Linked DNA regions of Mus musculus: region 1 is linked to region 2. Evidence: chromatin contacts called from public Hi-C data. All regions are on one chromosome and are shown on one strand. Each heading gives the region's core, a stretch centred on a gene start, on an enhancer-like site or on the middle of the called end of the contact. The rest is flanking DNA. Distances are from core to core; before and after follow the strand shown. Region 1 overlaps A930006I01Rik (RIKEN cDNA A930006I01 gene). Region 2 overlaps Slc1a2 (solute carrier family 1 (glial high affinity glutamate transporter), member 2).

Region 1 (2,785 bases), core at 181-2,680, 640 kb after region 2:
CTCAATACATGCGGAGAAAAATAACACTTGCTAAAATTCAACATATGGCTTACTATGCAAAGCTATTGGACATTAGGAAAAATAAGGTACATTAATAATCTGCTATTCAGTAGCCACAGTAAAATCCTGAACAATGAGTTCAAAGGAGGAACTTTGAAAATGTTCCCTCTGCATCTTCAAGTAGAAGAAGGAGGCTGGTTCTCGCCGGTCTCTATTCAGCAGCATCTACAGGGTGAGACAAGAACAAGAGATAAAGACAGGCAGGCTGGGGAGCCGACTCAGGGTGAAGGAGTGCCTGCTGTATAAACATAAGGGCCTGAGCTTGAATCCCTGTGTTAAAAAAAAAACAAAAAACAAAAAAACGGATTAATCCTTAACACTCAGACATGGCTGTGGCACCTGTGACTCCACCAATGTGAGAAGTGGAGACAGAAAGATTGCCAAGCTAGCCAGCAGCCAGCCTAGATCAGGCTCCTTGAGAGACGGTGTCTCAATGAACTAAGGCGTAATAGACAGGGTACCCAAAGTCTTCCTCTGGTCTCCACACATGCATGGGTGTTCACACCTGCACACATGTGTGTACGCACCACACCCACACCTCCACATACACATACACAATAAAAGAAAGAAAAAATAGAGACATAAGAATTGTTTTGTGGATTATATTCTTTTTCCTCAATAATTTAAAAAAATGTTTTAAGCATAGTTACCTCACTTCCCTCCTCCCGCTCCTCACTCCAGGTACTCCAGCTGTGTCCTGTCCCTCCAATCCCCTCTTTTTCTCCCTTGCTCCCTCTCATATTCATCACCTGTTTTACTTTGATGATGATGATAATTATTATTATGGCATACATATACATCATATACATATACTCATACATATATGTATAACATACATGTACATAAATACATAAATGTAATCTGCTGAGTCCATTTACTCATGCTTGTATGCATATGATTTCAGGGTTGACCATTTAGTATTGAACAACTATAATGGGGGCTTATCCCTGGGGAAGACTAACTCTCCCTCTCTTGGCAGTTGTTAGTTATCTGTAGTCTTTTGTTCAGGGGTGTGGCCCTATCAGAGTTCCCTCTTCCATGCTAGCATGCCTATTCACACTGTCATTGTTGGGGTCTTCTTTAGACAGCCATATTGTTGAGGTATCTTGGGTAAAGCCTTCCTGTTTGTTTGTTTGTTTGTTTGTTTGTTTGTTTTTTAAGAGACACAATCTCACAGCAGATTTCCTGGTCCTCTGGTTCTTACACTCTTTCTGTCCCATCTCCCATGATGTTGGTGAGATCCTTGAGCTTTGGGTGTGGGAGTTGTGTTAGTGATGTATCCATTGGGGCTGGCCACCATACCATCATTTGTTTGCTTTATTTTGACCACAGAAAACCACAGCTGGTTTTCTAAGCTAGCTTCTGCTGAAAAGGGAAGTTTCTTTGATGAGTAGTGAGAACCACATTTATCAGACAAGGAGGGCTCTTTAACAAGGCCTGGTCTTAGGCCACAGGTCTGGGGTTAGGCCTGTAGGTATCTCGATGTCAATTGGATGGAGAGGTCATACTCTTACCCTCATCAAAAATCCATGAAAAGCCATAGACAACTTTTATAATTCAAAAGTTTCCCAAGGGCAGGCAGGATGGCTCCACAGGTAAGGAGGTTTGCTGCGAAGTCTGATAAATGGAATTCGATCACCGAAACCTGCATGGTGTAAAGAAAAAAACAGTTCTTACAAGCTGTTCTCTGACCTCCAGACATGGATCTCTCTCTCTCTCTCTCTCTCTCTCAAACACACACACACACACACACACACAAAATAAGTGTAAAATAGTTTTCACAATGTTTCTGGGTGCAAAGTCAATAAAGAAAAATGAACATATGCTTATATACCAACCACAAACATTTATAAAGAAAAATTTTTTAATATTAAAAAAAGAAGGGAAGTTTTTAACAAGCTGCATGCAAGGCTCCTATCCAGAACACAGAACATTCTCAAGAGGAAGTGAAAAAGACCAGGGTCAAAAGATGAAGACGCATGCTATTGGTTTAAAACACTCCCTATTTTAAATGTTAATTCTCTTTCTCAGTGAAGCTATGTGTCAGATAAGATCTCAAAGACATGTGTGTCTCACAATATGTGTGTCTGAGTGTGGAGGCCACAGGTTTATGCTGGGTGTCTATCTTGATCACTTTCTGCCTTATTACATAATTCTTTATTTTTATACATGTAAGTATTTTTTAACGGACTCTCTCTCTCTCTCGTACAACACATTCTAACCAGTTCCCTCCCTCTCTCCCCCAGCTCCCCTCCTCCACTTTCCCCCCAAACCACTCCTCTGGGTCCCTTCAGAAAAGAGCAAGCTTCCCAGGGATATCAACCTAGCGCAGCATAGCAAGTTACAATAAGACTAGGCACAAACCTCAGATCAAGGCTGGATGAGGGAGGCAACCCCATAGGAGGAAATGGTCCCAGAGCAGGCAAGAGTCAGAAACACCCGGCTCCCACAGTTAGGAGTCCCACAAGAACACCAAGCTACACAACCATGACCAACATAGACCCAAGTAGGTGCTGTGGTTGTTTCAGTGTCTGTGAGCCCCGATGATCCCTGCCTAGTTAATTCTGTGAGCCATGTTCTTATGTTCTCATGGTCCCCTCCACTCCTTCTGGCTCCAACAATCCTCCCTCTTCCCCCTCCCATGGAGTTCCCCTGAGCTCCACCTAATGCTTGGTTGCGGGTCTCTGCATCTGTTCTGAATCTTTTTTCTTATTTCGTTTACTTC
Region 2 (3,000 bases), core at 91-2,590:
GACTTAAAATATGAGGCTTTTTAAAGCCATTTCTTTCTTTTTGTCAGTCAATTGCATGGCTCCCAAGTGTGAACTTTATATATAGTGGCATCATGGAATAATGTCAAAAGATTGCTCCCCAACCTCAGAAGGTCACTAGAAAGAACATGAGCAGTAGATATAGTGTTCTGTGCTATGATTTTTAAAATGTATTTGCTGCAGCTGGTAAGCCACAGTGGCACTTAATTAAAGTGGGAAAGGTATAGCTGGAACATTTAAAATAAAAGCGTGCAGCACTGCACTGTTTACATGCAGTCCAGCATGAGAGGCACAGCTCAGCTCTGATCCTCCTCCAAGTGTTCAGGAGCCACTGCCTTCTCTCACTTAGGCCCTTAATTTACAGAGCAAGCCCTACAAGCCGGGACCAAAGGCAGAGCACACTCAGCCCAACTGTGCCTGAACCTGCCCAGATAGAGGGCTTGCCTGCAGCCATGCGCCATCTTTTGTGTTGTAGTGTGACACAGTGAAGCAAGCCCAAAGAGTTAGGAAAGACAAAGGACTGGCATAAAAATGCTCAACTTAAAACGTAGGTGACAACCTTTGCTGCTCCTTAAGGGCATTGCACAGTGGACTGGGAGAAGTCAGACGATTTGGGTAGATTGCTCAAGTCGGGTTTTCATCGGTCAGCTGGTGAATGGGTATCAGGATACCTGGCATGGAACTAATGAGATGGTTCAGCGGATGAAGCACTGCTACACAAGCATAAGTATCCGAGTCTGGAGTTTCAGCACTCACAAAAAAAGCCCTAGTAAGGCACTGAACCCTTGGAATCCCGGTGCTAGTCAGGTGGAGGCAGAAGGATCCCTGAGGCTCACCAGTCAGCTAGTCTAGCAAATCAGCAAGCTTCATGTTCAGGGAGAGCCCCTGGCTCAAAAAAAATGAGGTGGAGAGTAATAGAAGACACATTGATTTCTGGCTCCCCGTAGGCATGAGTGCGTGTGTGCACATGCATGATTGGAAACACATATACAAACAAAAACATGTACTTGATGATAGTAAATAGTAATGGCAGGCATGACTGACTGAACATTATTGAACAAGGATTTTCTGAAGGCCTTCACATTGTAACCAGGGACCACCGTTCTTCCTACTTTGCAGCTGAGGGAAGCACTCAGAGAGGTTTAGTAGCTTTGCCAGTGTCACACAGGTGGAGGTAGGAGAACAGGGCAATGTTCTGCAGAGGAAGGCTGTACAGCTGGTGCTGTCGCTAACTCAGCCATACTTGCATAAGGACCCAGGGAAGTGATATTACCATCATGAGTGGGAAATGGCCCTGGTGAGTGGCAGATGATGCCAGAAGATCACAAGAAGGCTGGGTGTCCTAGTGAGGAACTTTAAAGACTTACAACATGCTGAGAACCCTTGCTTTCTGTTCCTCTTGATCTTTCTGATCATGGCAAAGATTAAATCCTGCTAACAGGCTGTCTTGTCCTTGTACTGTCCCAGTCTGTTTCAGCCTCCCCTTTTAAACAGAGAGAGCAGGTGTCAGAGACTCCAGGAAGTAATAACATCTAGCCAGTCTTTATAAAGCCATTTCATGCTATCTTTATTGTCATGCTGAGGAGATGCTGGCTTTTCATGATATAGGCCATGCAAATATTTCTCTTCAAATGCAGTTTGTGCTAACCCCTTTAGAGGAAACAAGAACAAGGTGTCACTGAGACATTTCAAAGCTAACAAAAGTTGGGGAAAGGAAGGTTGATTGCTGAGTGAATGGTGGCCTTTTGCAGGTTTTCGGTTCATATACAACCCATGGTTCACACTCAACACATGCCAAGGTCACTGGGGAGAGAAGAATGCCATTCTCGCTTCTAGTTTGTTAAGAAGTGAAGCAAGCCTTTTGTGGGCTGGATAACACTAATCTTTGCACCGAAACTATGGGTGTTAACCAAGCTTGTTCTGAGAGCTGATGGCTAAAATGGGAGGATGAGAAAGACATTCATTTCTGTCTTCATTGAACCATAAAAAGTGAGTCATGCAGGATAGGCTCTGGGGTCAGAGCGTGCATCAGAACTGTGAGGAAGCAGGGCCTTCCCCATAATGGCTATGCTCAGGGCAGCTTCTGGGTGGCTTCTTTTGCTACTTCCCACCCTACCCCCAGCATGGTGAGTCTCTTCCCATAGCAGCAACTGGACTCTGTGGCAATCCCTGAAGTATGAACTGAGTCATGGTAGAACTCAGTAACTCAAAGTTTGCAGACATTTCCCCAATGTACCACCATTAGACGGAACACCATGAATTGCAGAGAGACTCCACAAAGGGAAAGGCAGAGATGATTGTCTCCAAGCTCCAGTATGTAACATGATTGTGTGGTGCAATTTTCCCTGGAAAGAGTATCACTAGGAAGGTAAGCAGCCCAGGTCTACTGTAACAGTCAGCTAGAAACGTTCTGGAAGAGGAAGAAGTCCCGAATCAGTTCAGTCAGCTTTCACCAGGCCGTGCTTCAGGAGCAAACAGTCCTTAATTTCAGAGGCTCCCAACAACTAAAGCGTGGACTTCAGGGTTTGACTGAGTTTTCTCAGTATGAGCTCCATACCAAGAAGCAAAGGTGCATCTTATAGCAAAGGGACAAAGAGCGATGACAGGACCATGGGAAAGCTCTTCATGCTTCTGCTTGGAAGGTGACAGGTGTGACTTCTACTCTGTACTTATTCAAGTTCTCAGGGGAAGGTTCTAAGACAAGAGTCTGAGTTCATTTATATCATTTGCAGGAAATGCTAGTATCGAAGTGGAAAGTGAGCCAAGGAAGGATCAGTAGCTGGGGCAGATGGGTCATGGAGCTCCAGACCACCCCAGGCTAATGTGTTGACCCTTTTAAGCTTGTTGATCATCGCTGCTTCGTAGAGGTCAGCTCCCCAGAGCTCCAGGCTGTGTGAACACAGGCAGACTGACCTTCTCATTTCTGATGGGCTGTAGGTAAAGTCAGAGACACTAGCAGGTGGCTGCTTGCCTGATGTCACT

The links. A called contact is a pair of places that touch in the nucleus more often than the background predicts.
Region 1: a contact with region 2 is called in a Hi-C map of bone marrow-derived macrophages, with 14 read pairs. The contact joins two enhancer-like sites. A contact is called at or near these places in 2 of 15 datasets of contacts at CTCF or cohesin (large pre-B cells and pro-B cells), 81 of 484 Hi-C or Micro-C datasets (the AML12 cell line, B cells, the BV-2 cell line and 53 more), 3 of 115 datasets of contacts at active chromatin or transcription factors (bone marrow-derived dendritic cells, embryonic stem cells and fibro-adipogenic progenitors) and 2 of 9 other capture datasets (embryonic stem cells and macrophages).

Annotation. Positions count from the first base shown.
Region 1 is chr2:103,340,326-103,343,110 of GRCm38.p6, forward strand. A930006I01Rik (RIKEN cDNA A930006I01 gene) reads right to left here. Exons shown (of 3, transcript NR_040332.1): 2 at 1,575-1,705; 3 at 1-225. Among named protein-coding and RNA genes, the nearest start is that of A930006I01Rik, 31 kb to the right of the region's middle. Within about 2 kb of position 1,431, at least 9 of the 459 cell types and tissues checked have an H3K27ac peak or open chromatin away from gene starts, as enhancers often do. A contact at or near this core is called in bone marrow-derived dendritic cells and bone marrow-derived macrophages, where this site is marked.
Region 2 is chr2:102,699,596-102,702,595 of GRCm38.p6, forward strand. All of the region lies in intron 1 of Slc1a2 (solute carrier family 1 (glial high affinity glutamate transporter), member 2), which reads left to right. Among named protein-coding and RNA genes, the nearest start is that of Slc1a2, 42 kb to the left of the region's middle. Within about 2 kb of position 1,341, at least 19 of the 459 cell types and tissues checked have an H3K27ac peak or open chromatin away from gene starts, as enhancers often do. A contact at or near this core is called in bone marrow-derived dendritic cells and bone marrow-derived macrophages, where this site is marked.